2 separate regions of the Mus musculus genome follow, and region 1 is linked to region 2. A link is a contact called in public HiChIP or PLAC-seq data. All regions are on one chromosome and are shown on one strand. Each heading gives the region's core, a stretch centred on a gene start, on an enhancer-like site or on the middle of the called end of the contact. The rest is flanking DNA. Distances are from core to core; before and after follow the strand shown.

Region 1 (7,134 bases), core at 902-3,401, 92 kb before region 2:
TGCTGGGATTAAAGGCGTGCAACCACTTTTTTTTTTCCTAAGACAGGTTGTCTCTGTCGCAAAGGAGTCTTAGACTCCCACGTGCTGGAATTACAGGCATGTGCTGGGGGCTCTAAGGAAGAGAAGAGAAGAGAAGCAAAATCCATTCACTAATGTATCATATCTAACGCAGCACATCAAAGGTAGGGTCACCTCAGCATATCATCATTACAGGACTGCTGGGCTACTTTCCTTTTTTAATAGTAGGACTAAAGAAACTGCCGTGTATTTTATCCATCTCTCACTTGAGACTAACAGTGTTCTCAGAAGCCACGTGTGACAGGTGGCAGCCTTTTCTTTGGGACGAGGGTCCAGGAATCATGAGGCAGAATTATCTGGAATAAATTGAGTTGAAGTGTTGGGTTACACCTTTAGCCACTTTGCACCGGTATAGACTGGCCCAGCAGGAGAAGGCACCTGGGCTGTGGGTTGAGGAGAAAGGATTCCCCTCCCTCAGGGTTCTGACCAACTGGCCCCAGGTGGAACCTCTACTGCGGCTCCCCCGCCTCTCAGGGCTTTTTGGCATCGCCTCTGAGCACCGGTTCTTAGCTCCTTCCTTTCATCCCAATGTCACCTCTGACTCTGGAGTCCGTCCTGGCCTGGTAGGTGGGGGAAGGCAGGGTGGCAGCTGGACCCTTGGAGCAGAAACCCTGCCCCTCTAAGCCAGCTGCTGCCAGCCTTCCTGGACTGACTCTATGGAAACAGGGGACCCGGAGACAGAAATAAACTGCCAGGTTTCCGGGGCGGGAGGGAGGGTGTGATATGTGACTGCCAACCTTTGTGTTTCCTTGCTTGGAGTGGTGTGTGTGTGTGTGTAGGGAGCAGGAAGCATCTCCAGGCTCTGTGAGGATGCGCCCCCCCCCCACGCCCGCCCGCCCGCCCTGTGTCACATCTCTCATTTTTGTACCCCTTACCTCTGAGGCTGGGTTGAGTCCGGAATATGATAAACAAGTTAACTTCAGGGGCCAAGTAGTCTGAGACGAGCATTGGAAAGCAGAGTGCAGTCTTTGGGCTCTTGGACATCCAAAATGGTATCCATCTTTAGACCCTCTAGCTGTCCCACAGCAGGTGCTGAACCGACTCAACTGTTGCAGCGGGGTACTAAAGAGTTGGGAGACCTCTATTGGGTACCTACTCTGACACATTGGGCTTTAGTTTCCGCCTCTGTTTAAGGTTTAATTACTTTGTGTCAGTAATTAATATTCTGAAGCCAGTTTGTCTGACTTTGGGCTGTGCTGCTGTCAAACCTCTGGCAGGTCACTACTGAACCTCAGTTTCCTCCGGCAAGAAACACTGTATCTTTATTGGGACCTTAATGGAGTTAATGCTCTTTGATACTGCAGAGCCAGTGTGCATGTTGTTGGCCACTAATATGAAGTAGGCGCTAGATGTAAATGTATGAAAATACACTGTTTTGGTGTAAGGGACTTTTACTCTGAAAGGGGGGATTTTTAAATCCCTCTCAATAAATATCCCTCCCCCCTCAAAAAAAAAAGTTTTGCTCAGGAAAAGGCGCACGGCAAAGTGAATAAGGTACTCTCCGAATAAAGCCGGGTAGCTCATCCCAACTTACAGGTAAGGAAATCGAGGCCGGTGATTGGCCACTGGTGCTCGGCGGCGCTATCCAGTGAGGCCTGAGTCCGCCGCTGGGGAGGGAGTGCCCGGGCCGCGGGCGCTCACCGGAGGAGGGGCGTGCAGGTAGCGGGCGCCTCGCAGCCACCAGCCGCAATCAGGCGGTGTTAGCAATTCTGCCGCTCGACCGGCCGAGCAAGCGAGTCGGGCCGGGTGTCTCCCGGGCCCTCCCCAGCCCCGAGCCGGATAGAAGCGGCCCTCCCCTCCCCTTCCACGTGTCCCTCCTCCGCGGGTAGCCGAGGGCCCCGGCTAGCGGGACGGGGGCCAGGAAAAAGCCGAAAACAGCGCGGCCGGGCCGCTCCCCTCCCGCTCAAAATAGCCCCCGGCCGGGGCTGCCACGCATTCCGCCGTCCCCGGGGCGCGGGAAGGAGCGGCGGGCCGGGCGACGTGGCTGCCTCGCCGAGTGGGACTGGGTGGGGGCGAGGGCGGGCCGCGCGGTCGCTCGCTCCCTCGCTCGGCCGGCCCGCATGTGGCTCTCCTTCGGGGAGCCTTGGCAGCCCAGGCGGCGCGCTGCGCCGGGATGATGGAGAGCTTCTGGAATTTCCTGCAGCTGGAGAGCGCGAGCGGCCGGGGGAGCCGGCCCAGCGCGGCTCGGGAAGGGGGCGCCGAGCCGGCCGACCCCCGCACGCGTCTCCGTAGCCTCCGCCGCCGCCGTCGCCGCTCCGGGGGTGGGAGAGGTTTCCCGGACCTCCCCCGGGCGAGGCGGGAGGCTCCCCTCCCCCGCCGCTCCTTCGGGGCTGGCGGGGGTCCAGGCCCGCCCTTCCCCGGCCTGGGCGGCGGACAGGGGCCAGGTGCAGGCGACGCCCCTCCCCCCGCCGCCTGGTTTCCCTCTCGGCCCCGTCACCTCCGCCGGAGTCAGAAGCCCTGCGGCCTCCTGGGGAGGGGGCGGGGGCGCAGGCGCGGCCACCGGGCGGCCAGGTAGCTCGAGGGGCGGCGGCGGCGGCAAAACTCCGGAGCGGCTTCTTTCGGCCGGCAGACCCGCGCCTCCTGCTCGAGCCGAGGCGTCGAAGGGCTTCCTCTCTGCCGAAGGCAGGCGAGGCCGTTCGCTCCCAGGCCCCCTTCTCTGGCAACGACCGAGCCAGTGGACCGCGGACGGCTGGGGACCATCCTTGATGATTTCCCCAACTCCGGCAGCAGCTTGCTTTGGGGCATAACTGCACCCTGCGGGTCAGGGAGTCCAGAAAAGGGACCCGGGAGGGAGGGCGTCCCGTTTACCGGAGCCCCGAAAGCCAGGGGAGTTGGTAAGTGACCTCTCAGGGCTCTTCCTTTTCTCTTTTCTTTTCTTTTCTTTTCTTTTCTTTTCTTTTCTTTTCTTTTCTTTTCTTTTCTTTTCTTTTCTTTTCTTTTCTTTTCTTTTCCTTTACTGTTGGGAGTGTGTCCGCGCGCGCGTGTGTGTTCAGAGATTACTTTCCCCACAACTTTGCCTGATTCTAGTACCGTTTGGTAAAGTGCGGATGGAAACGGATGAACCGTTTGGCCACTCCCAGCCGAAGGCTCTGATTCAGTTACAATTCCCGCCCCCACCGAGCTCACCGCGCCGCGTTAAACCGAAGCATCGGTGGTAGTAGGCATGGTTTGATTCTTTCTCTGCCCTGCACTGTTCAGTGTCTTTGGGCAAGTCTCTTTACTCCTTTACCTTTGACTTTTCTGAAAAAACTAGGCCTTGTGGGGCTTAAAGTTGCACATGTAAGGCAATTAGTGTGGGGCCAACTCAGTAAGGACACCTGAGTACCAGCAGTCGCTTTCAGGAGGATAGAGGCCACCCTTAAAGCATTAATCCCATCTGCCTTCCACTGGCCCCTGTATAATGTGGTTTCCCAAGGTAATCAGTGTCTCGTGAGAAGGGGATGGAGAGGGAGAGCCGTTGGCGTCATTGAGTGTTCATTTATTCATTAAACCCGTGCTTACTGTTAGGTTCAGGTAGATCTACACGGAGTAAGAGACCTTGTAAGTGCTGGGTGCTGGAAACCAGTTCTGGGCACAATGTATTAAATTAAAGCCCTTCCTCCCCAGCCTGCTCTAAGTGTGGACTGGAAACTGATGCCCAAGGTGGGGGCTGGTCTCCTCCGGATGCTCCCACTGTTCCGCTGGGGGGTGGGGCTGGCAGAGGACAAAGCTTGGCGTCTCCAGGTGTAAGGCCCAGACCGGCTTAAGGTCAGAAGGATTTTTCCTTTGGGGCTCCTTGCTCTCTTTCCACCCCACCGCCGCCACCAGATGCGCAGATTCAAATTCAAATTCCCCTAGGCTCCACTCCAGCCCAGGAAGTACACCTGGACCTGTTGTTCACACCTTCTCCCCACCCCCACTTACCCTGGTTCTGTTTTCTGTTTGATTGGCCTTTCTCCATTGAGAACGACTAGTATACCGGAAGGAGCCCAAGATTCCTTTCTGTAGGGCTGATGTTGAAGGACTTTAATCCTAGCACTTAGGAGGCAGAGGCGGGTGGATCTCCGTACTGTCGAAGCCAGCCAGGTTACACAGTGAGGCCCCGTCTCAAAACAACAAAGGTTACATTTGACTGTAAACTTGACATCTTGAACCTCAAGTTTGCCTTTCTGCAGAATGGGCTAGAGATGGAACTGCCTATCAGGCCCAAGGCCTTCCATTTAAATCCCCAACACCACCAATTATTATATATGGGTAAATAGAACTACCTTGAACACCTATCTCTTCAAATCATCCAACTCACCGTCCCAGGGACACCCTGGCAGAGATCTACTTAAATAATACTTAATGGGTACCCTGGAAATAAAGTGATTTTGCTTGAATGCTATGTGTATGGGCTAGAGAAACCTTTGGGTTCTAGCAATACTCTGGGGTTCAGGAACTTGCCCTTTGGCTGGGCCAGGAAGTCCAGCACAGCCCGCTCTCAACCTCTTTGGGAATCAGAAAGTGTTGCCGTTTGGGTTAGAGAGTAGGCGGCAAGGTTGTAAAACAGGTCCCATCAGAAGTTAACAACGTGCAAGCCAGACAGTGGTGGTGCCTGACTTTAGTCCCCAGCACTCTGGAGGCAGAGGCAAGTGAATCTCTGCAAGTTCCAGGCCAGTCTTGTTTACGAAATAAGTTCCAGGACGGCCAGAGCTACACAAAGCAATCCTGTCTGCAGAAACAAAAAATACACATGCATGTATCTGGCTAGTTTCTCATACCCACAGAGGGCTCACGGTAATGAATTGAAAAACAACAGTTAGGCTGTGTGACTTTGAGCAGGCAATTTCTCTTCTGTGTCTCTGTTCCCTTCTTGACGCAGGCTGGGTAAGTTACTCCCTCGGGCACCTTGTAGCTCTGACAGGCTCCAAGCCTGTGTTGACTGATGCGTCCTAGGAGATAGCACACAGAGAACCAAGTTGACTGGGAGAACCCTGTCAAGGTATCCCCCACACCTCCCGGAGAGCGAGTTAGTTAGAGCGCCTTCCTTACAGAAACAAACCCTTCAGGGATTCTGACGGGAATCTTGGTGGGTGGAGGGGGCTTGTTACCCAAATGAGCAGTGTTGCTCACTCCCAGGGCTTCTATGTTCCTGTAATCTGGAGAGAGACAGAGGGAGAGAGAGAGAGAGGGGAAAGGAATGGAATGTGTGTGTGTCAGGGACCAGTCAGTTGCTAGGGATGGGGTGCTGAGCATGAGGCGGCTAACTTGTGGGATGTGTGTGTCCGTGTCCAGAAGAGTCATTGCAGTGACAGTGGATCAGGGTGTGCTCTAGACAAGGAGGCTGGCCATGAGAAGGAAGGAAAACAACCATACATAAGCTAGCGGGCTTGGTTTAGGGGCTGTGCTGCACTGGCTCCAGCCTCCCCCAGAGGGGAAGGCTTGCCCTCTTTGCACTATTCGGAATTGCAGTTGTTCTCTTGTGAAGGAGTCTGTGTGGGGTTGTTGTCAAGGTTTCCTGAGCAGTGACTATCTGGAGGGTGTGTCTTAAGAGAGTAGGCAGCCCCTGATCTTTTGGGATGCCATCTGATTGTATGGGGCTTATCAATTGGTATTTTCAGGCTACCGATCAGTCTGGTTCAAATTTTGGGTGCCTCTACTCCTATAGCGCCTATCAAGAGGGAGGTCCCAAAACTGGGTGAAGAGAGGCTGGAAATCTGCCCCTTCTAGTGCCTGTGTAGGTAACAGGCAGGCCTAGGCCGCTCACTCACTGTAATTTTACCACGGTGCCTAAGTCAGGAACAGGCGTGAATTGACCTTTTAACCCCTTCCCCACCGTGGGATTAGATTCTGTTTCCTGTTCAATCTTCTCCAGAACTAGTTCCATCCCGAGGCACCTCCCACCCCAACAGTGGATAAGCAACCCCAACAACCATTGCCTTCTCTCCCTCCATCCTTATCAGGCCTTGGGGAGAACCTGAGGGCCAGGCTGGTGCCGGGTCTGGCAGGAGCTGAGGGCCCAGGCGGGAGTGATAAATATTGAAGAGGAGGGATTTCGGTGTGGGCTGGAGCAGCTGCAGTGGTTCGAGTGTCACACTATCTCTCCCCAGGTTTACTGACCCATTTCCATTCACGCGGCTGCCGGTTTCCTAGCAACGGCAACAGTCCCCCCAGAACAGGCGGAGTGTGTGTCTGCCATTAGCGACGGCTGCAACTGTGTCAAGGTTACCCCGCTCCCTGCAAACCCACCCCGGCGGGTTTGTTTTCTGCCAGCGCCTGGCACGCACTATGCCAGCCCAGGCAGGGGGGAGAGAAAGAGGGCTGGGGGCCAGCCTTAGGGGCTTGGGTGGAGGTGGGGGCTAGGAGTAGCTGCAGTTTCCAATCCAGTGGGAGCCAACTTGGATGGAGTCCGAAGCCTCTCCCCCCCCCAACCCCCCATTTGCTGGTGGAAATTCCTGAGCCTGAGGGGAGCAGGGGGTGGAGCTGTCCCTCGGCCCTGACCCCCGAGATTCCAGAGCCTGGGGGGAGGGGTGTAGGGCTAGGGGCCTCCGGGAGGCCTGCCCGGTCTGACCCCACCTGGCTCGCTCTCCTGCCTGCCCTGGCTTCCTCCCACTTGTGTTAGCAGCTCAGGGCTCTCTCTTGCTCTCAGCTCTTTGTCCCAGCCTCTGTGCCTGGTCTCCCCCAACAGACTCCCCCGGGGAAGGGTTGTGTTTCTCCCATCAGACTAGGGACTCCCGAGGTTGGGGTTCCTGAAGGTTACACTCTGCCCTCAGCACCAGTTCCTGGCTGTTTTCCCATCTTATGGGAGATGAGATAAAACATTTAGGGTAGCAAAGGATTTCTTAATGAGGACTAGCCTGGCAGGCAGATGACCCCTTCCTATTACTTGAAAACACATTCTACCCTCTATGAAGCCATTATAAATAGGGCTGGTCAAAGGAAGCATAGAACGCTCTGTAAGCCAGGCTGCAAGGGGTTAAACTGCCCCCCATCTTGGTATGTGAGCTCCCCCAGGTTGGGGGGATGGGAGTATGAGGGGTGTCTATTGCCTTATAACCACTCATGGTCAGCTCAGACCTGACCAGTCACATTCCT
Region 2 (6,155 bases), core at 899-3,398:
GAGCTCTGTTCTAAGAGTGGACAGACCTGAACAAAGACCTGGGGATGTCCAGTGTGCTGGCAAATGTCTCTAATCCCAGCCCTGGGAAAGCAGGGGCAGGGAAAGCAGGGGCAGGGCCAGAGGCAGAGAGGCAGAGGCAGAGAGGCAGAGGCAGAGAGGCAGAGAGGCAGAGGCAGAGGCAGAGGCAGGGAGATCCCTGGAAGTTTCAGGCCAACTTGGCCTACACAGTATTCCAGAACAGCCAAGAGCTACATAATAGAGAGACCCTGTTCCAAAAATAAAAATAAAAATAAAAAAGATCCAGCATCCGGCCACCTCACTGAGGGCCCCAGTGAAATTTTCGTTTGGCTTCTGTTTGGGTTATTCATTGACCGGTCATCTCTTTTCTCTTCACTTTTAGAACGCTAGGAACAAGTTGACCATATCTCTGGGGGCACTTTTCTTCTTCTTTTTTTTTTTTTTTTTTTTTTTGGTTTTTTGAGACAGGGTTTCTCTCTGTAGCCTTGGCTATCCTGGAACTCACTCTGTAGACCAGGCTGGCCTCGAACTCAAAAATCTGCCTGCCTCTGCCTCCCAAGTGCTGGGATTAAAGGCGTGTGCCACCACTGCCTGGCCACTTTTCCACAAGAATATTGGTCTAGCTGGTTTTACAGTGACCAGAGTGAAAGAAACAGTCACCCAGCACCCTTAGGACCATCCTGGCCTGTTAAGGGGATGAGAAAAAAAAAAGCCATTTTCAGGTGACAAGATGTCACAGAGTAAGAAATACAGGAATAGATGCTAAGTGGTGTAGGTCTGAGTTCTGTGGTCATTTCCAACTAGCTGGGTGGCTGCGGGAAAACTGTATCAAGTATTCAGGGTGTTGTATGTGTGCGTGTATGTTGTATGTGAGGATGGACCAGTGCAGGCCAGAGAATCACCTCAGGTGCTGTTCTTCAGGCAACTTTTACCTTGGTTTTAGTAACTGGCTCTCTCATTGGCCCAGTCTGGAGGAGCAGGCTAGGCTAGGCTGGGCCTGTGAGCTAGAGCTCTGCCTGTCTCTGCCTCCCCAGCGCTGCGAAGTCAGTATCATCGGGCCTGTTAGGCTTTGTTTGGAATCTGAGTTCTCAAACGCAGGTCCTCATTCTTTCAAAGCAGCACTTTACTGACTGAGCCGTGTCGTGTCGTGACCTCCACCCCACCGCCCTCACACCGTGCACCCTTTTTGAAAGGAAGCAAAGAGGGAGGCAGACGTGGCGGTAACAAAGCCTGCCTAAGATCCATTCTTCCACAAGAGGCCAATACCTGCTCTACAGAGATGCTCTAGTATACTAAATGTGCTAAGCCGGACTCGTCACGTTGTCACCCAGCCGCAGCATTTTGTATTCTATAAGTCACTTGGGAGTGTATTCTCAAACTGCCCACCTTCATGGACTGGGACGTGCCAGGGCCTACTGCATCTATTTTGTAGAACAAAGTGAGAACTAGGTAGGCAGCAGTTGTCCGAAGTTGCAGAGTGAAGTGACAGGTGTTTGGCTCACCTGACAGTGGCCTCTCAGAACTAGCTCCCAATCTCAGGATGCCAGCTTCACCCGAATACCTATCCTTTGGGGTGAGCTGAAGCCTATGACTCACTCGCCCCCACCCGACTTTCGGTCCCGCTTGGGACAAGGCGTGAAGGGACAGAACGATCTGCCACTTGAGGGGTGTCTACAGAAAGTTCATAGGCTCGGCCTGTTCTTTACACAAAAAACAGGCTGGCTCTCTGGACTCTAATAAAAATAAATCGTGTTTCAATACATGTTAGCCGAGGTCTTTCCCTGTCTTAGCAGATATTTTTGTACTTAAACTTGGGCGTCGATGTACCTTTAGTCCCATCTCCACTTCACTTGGTTTGTCCTCGCCTCTGTTTACTCCGATTGCGGAAGTCGCTCGGGTGGAGTTCCCGGGACACTACCTTTGAATACGTCTTTTGCGTACTTATTTAATTGGCATTGGATTCAGACCAATGGGATAGCTGGGGGCTCCGGGCGGGTGGGGCAGGGAGCCAATCAGAACGGTTGGCGGGGTGTGGCTGCGTCCCGGGGCGGGGAAATCGCGTAATGGCGGACTCAGGCCGGTGGAGTGCGGCTGGGGGCGTAGCGCGCTGAGGGGGGCGTCCGGCTGAGTAGCAGCCCGCGAAGCAGTAGGCTGGAGCGTTCTCCGTGGGGACGCGGACCGGCTGCCCAGCCCTTCATGTCGCTGAGGGCGACTGCGCGAGGTCAGGTGAGCAACAAGTCCCCCTGGGCGCGCCCGGCTGTGAGAGGCGAGCGCCGGCCCGGCCACCCCTGCAAGGGTCCGGTGGCACCGGGTGTCTGCTCTGACGGTCGCTGGTGCGGCTCGTGTGTTGTCAGCGCCGTGGCGACACCTCAGGGGTGGTGGTGACCCAGAGTGCCCTTCGGAGACTAGGGAGGGTCGGCGAAAGTGGCCCTACCACCAACCCACTGTGTGTTCTTGAGCAAGTCACTTCCGTCTTCGGGCCTCAGTTTACCATTTGTAAATAGACTTCACCGAAGCCTGTGAATTGGGTCTCAGCAACTCCCCGAGCTCCTGGACAAGTTCATCTCCAGGCTGAGCCTCAGTTTCCATATTTGGACCATAAAGTAATTGAGGTGCTCTTTGGGGACCCTGGCTGCTAGGCTGGGGGTAGGGACATTGTGGAGGAGTGTGTGAGCACGCGCACATGTGCACAGAATGAGCCCTACAGAAAGGAGCCTTGGCTTACGGGCCACTGGTACCAATGCATGGGTGCTACCCAGATCGTGACAGGGAAGGGCTAAGTCCTGTGGTCCTTTGAGATGAGGAAATGTTCATAGATTCAGAGATCAGGGGTTACCCTTGGCGTTTAAGCCCAGCACTGAAGAGGAAGAAAGCCAAGGAAAATGTTAATGGTTGTCCTACTATGTGCCAAACCTTAGGTATAAGTGCTTGTTTAGTTTTTCCAGCTGTCCTTGTAAGTTTACTGGTGAGGAAGTCAAGTAGGTTTCAGAGAAGTAACTTGCTCAGGGTGACACCGGAACGTGTGGCACTTACCAAAGTGAGGGTGTTTCCTCTGGGAAGCACCGGGCGCGCAGGGATAAGTTAGTGTTCTCTTACAAAGTTTGCTTTGTCATAAATGGAGGGAGGGGTCTAGCCTGGAGAGTTGATTTCACTTTTGGTGTGGAGACAGGCTAGGTCTTAAGCTCAGGATTATTAATTATAAGCCCATCTCCTTTTCTTGCTTTGTGACTAAGGAAGGGCCATTTCTGAGTGTTAAAAATCACTTCGAAGTGTGTCAGGACAGCAGAGGATTCCGTTTGAGTCCCAGGCAGGTGTCACCAATATTTGTTGTATAGAGACATGAGTTTTGACTCCAGGTGGTGTCATCAGAGTGTCTTTCTCTCCTCTGTACAAAGGCTACATTTTATTGGGAGGGAGAATTTATCCATCTGTTGTATAATTTCTTTGGGTTCCTTGGGGCTAAAGTTTCAATGGCCTGCCTGTGTTCAAGTGTAGCCTTTCTTTCTTTGTTCTTTCCTTATCTTGCAGATGAGTAAAGGCAGTGGACTTTGAGTAGGAGTAGCTGGGTACCTTAGCCCTTAAGTTTTCCAAACCGCCAGAGCTTTGGGTTAATCAAAATAGCAGGTCCAGCTGTGGGTATTGTTCTCATGTGCCAGTGTTAGGGAGGGAAATCCGAGGAGGAAGTTGCTGAGAAAGAGGGCGTTTCTGAGCTGTGGAGCCAATATGTATTTTCTTTGTTTGAAATTCTAAAACCAGAAAAGCAGCAGCTAGAGGAAGGAAGGAAAGGACTTGCAAGCCTGCTTCCTGTCAGGGAGCTGTAAGGACTGTCCCGGGCCATGTGGGAGGCACCGCTTGCCCAGAAAAAGGCAGTTGAGTTGGCTGGACTTTGAGAACGGTCTTCTAGATTTTAGAATATAGAATGAAGTAACTTTAGGTCTTAAATCTTCCAGAGTAAACGATTAAGGGACTCTTTATTGAGTCATCACTGTTGGTTCGTTGTCCCCATCATACTTCCCAGGCTTTGTCTGAGTTTTAACTGTGATTACAAACTCTGGGTTTTAACATAATCTGACTTTCCTACTAGAGGGTGCAAAGCCACCAGCACTTGAAAAATATGTTTGCCCATTTAATTATATCCATGTTGTCATTTTCTTTTTAATGTTGCTATTTATTTATTTATTTATTTATTTATTTATTTATTTATTTATTTATTTATTTATGAGTCTGGGTCTTCCTATGTAACTCAGGCTTACCTTGATCCCAGTATTTTCCTGTGTCAGACTCCCAAATGTTGGGATTATAGGCATCAAGCATTAGCATACTCCACTTGGTTTTTGACATTTAAGGTTTTTTTTTTTTTAAATGGTTGTGAATCACACAACTTATGTAGTGACTTATGTCCTCTGCCAGAGCAACAAGTGCTCTTACCTGCTGAGCCATCTCCTCAGCCCCTTGTGTCTTTTTAAAAAAATATATTTTATTTTACCTTTAATTGTCTGTATGAGCATTTGGCTTTGTGTGAATGTGTGTGACTTTAGTTCCAGAGGATCTGATTTCCACTTCTGATGTCAGGCAGCCTGCACATGCACACTGCACATGCATACATGCAAGCAAGATATACAGTAAATATTGTACAGCAAAGTTGATTTCAGTGTCTGAAAATAGTGTTGTGTAGAAAACTTTTTTTCCTGTGATGTAAAACTTTTACTTTAATTAAAATGTAGTCAGTGGGCGTTTTCTCTCAGATTCCGAAGTATGCCTTTTAGCACTCTCTCTGTACTTGTTTTGATAAAAGTACAATGACCCCCACCCCCACCTTTTTCTGTTTATGGTTCTGCTAAGCAGACACTCTTTCCAGCTGAATTACATCACCACCCTCTCTGTCCTCCCCCCACATTTATAAATAATAATTTGTAGGTTGTTTGGTCTTTATTTTCTGTAAACTCAAAGATTGGTGTTTGTAGGACTTTTTTTTTTTAAAGATTTTTTTAAATGAATACAGTTTTTTTTTAAAAGATTTATTTATTTATTATATGTAAGTACACTGTAGCTGTCTTCAGACATACCAGAAGAGGGAGTCAGATCTCATTACAGTTGCTGGGATTTGAACTCAGGACCTTTGGAAGAGCAGTCGGGTGCTCTTACCTGCTGAGCCATCTCACCAGCCCTTAAAGATTTTTTTAAATTACTATTATACATAAGTACACTGTAGGTGTCTTCAGATGTGCCAGAAGAGGCCATCAAATTTCATTACGGGTGGTTGTGAGTCACCAGGTGGTTGCTGGGATTTGAACTCAGAACCTTCGGAAGAGCAGTCAGTGCTATTACCGGCTGAGCCATCTTGCCAGCCCCCTGTTTGCAGGACTTTAGAGCTGATTTTCCTTCAGGGTGATGCTTAGTGTAACGTGGGATAATCACTAGGAGATGGAATCTGGGTCAAATTGTTTCTTTTTTCCTTTCTGTTTTTCTTGGTGTTTTGAGACAAGGTTTCTAGTAGTACAGGCTTGCCTGGACTTAGCTATGCAGCTGAGGATGAATTTGACGTCTTTTTTGTTTGTTGGTTTTATTTTAAAAAGATTTCTGTGTTTGGGTGTTTTGTTTGCATGCATATGTTTGTGCCTGGTGACATGGATACCCGGGAACTGGAGCTGCAAACAGTTGAGCTGCTGTCTGGGTGCTGGGAACTGAACCGAGGTCCTCTAGAGGAAGGAACGTCTAGTGCTACTAACTGCTATTTCTTCAGCCCCTGACCTTGAACTCTTGATTCTTGTACCTCCACTTCTAGTTCTGGGTTTAGAGACTTGTCTAAAAATAATTCTTGGTGGATTTTCTATGCCACTTTTCCCAAATAAACACAGGGCGTTTCTACATTGCTCTAGCCTCTTTTAGCTCCCAAATAAAGACACAGAAACCTGTTTTTTGTTTGTTTGTTTCGTTTTGTTTTGTTTTTCCCGAGACAGGATCTCTCTGTATAGCCCTGGCTGTCCTGGAACTCACTTTGTAGACCAGGCTGGCCTCGAACTCAGAAATCCGCCTGCCTCTGCCTCCTGAGTGCTGGGATTAAAGGCGTGTACCATCACGCCCAGCTTTTTTTTTTTTTTTTTTTTTTAATTTCTTTTATTTATATGAGTACACTG

What was found. HiChIP or PLAC-seq counts read pairs in DNA pulled down with a chosen protein or histone mark.
Region 1: a contact with region 2 is called in an H3K4me3 HiChIP or PLAC-seq map of embryonic stem cells, with 6 times the contacts expected there. The contact joins the enhancer-like site here to the promoter of Wasf2 in region 2. A contact is called at or near these places in 3 of 39 promoter capture datasets (embryonic stem cells and neural stem cells), 6 of 484 Hi-C or Micro-C datasets (CD8 T cells, embryonic stem cells, nephron progenitors and 1 more), 14 of 115 datasets of contacts at active chromatin or transcription factors (the HPC-7 cell line, the SCID.adh cell line, bone marrow-derived macrophages and 9 more) and 3 of 9 other capture datasets (adipose tissue, embryonic stem cells and liver).

The regions. Positions count from the first base shown.
Region 1 is chr4:133,036,875-133,044,008 of GRCm38.p6, forward strand. All of the region lies in intron 2 of Ahdc1 (AT hook, DNA binding motif, containing 1), which reads left to right. Among named protein-coding and RNA genes, the nearest start is that of Ahdc1, 29 kb to the left of the region's middle. Within about 2 kb of position 2,152, at least 206 of the 459 cell types and tissues checked have an H3K27ac peak or open chromatin away from gene starts, as enhancers often do. A contact at or near this core is called in bone marrow-derived macrophages, craniofacial prominence, embryonic stem cells and 7 more, where this site is marked.
Region 2 is chr4:133,128,485-133,134,639 of GRCm38.p6, forward strand. It overlaps Wasf2 (WAS protein family, member 2), which reads left to right and starts at 2,149. Exons shown (of 9, transcript NM_153423.6): 1 at 2,149-2,244.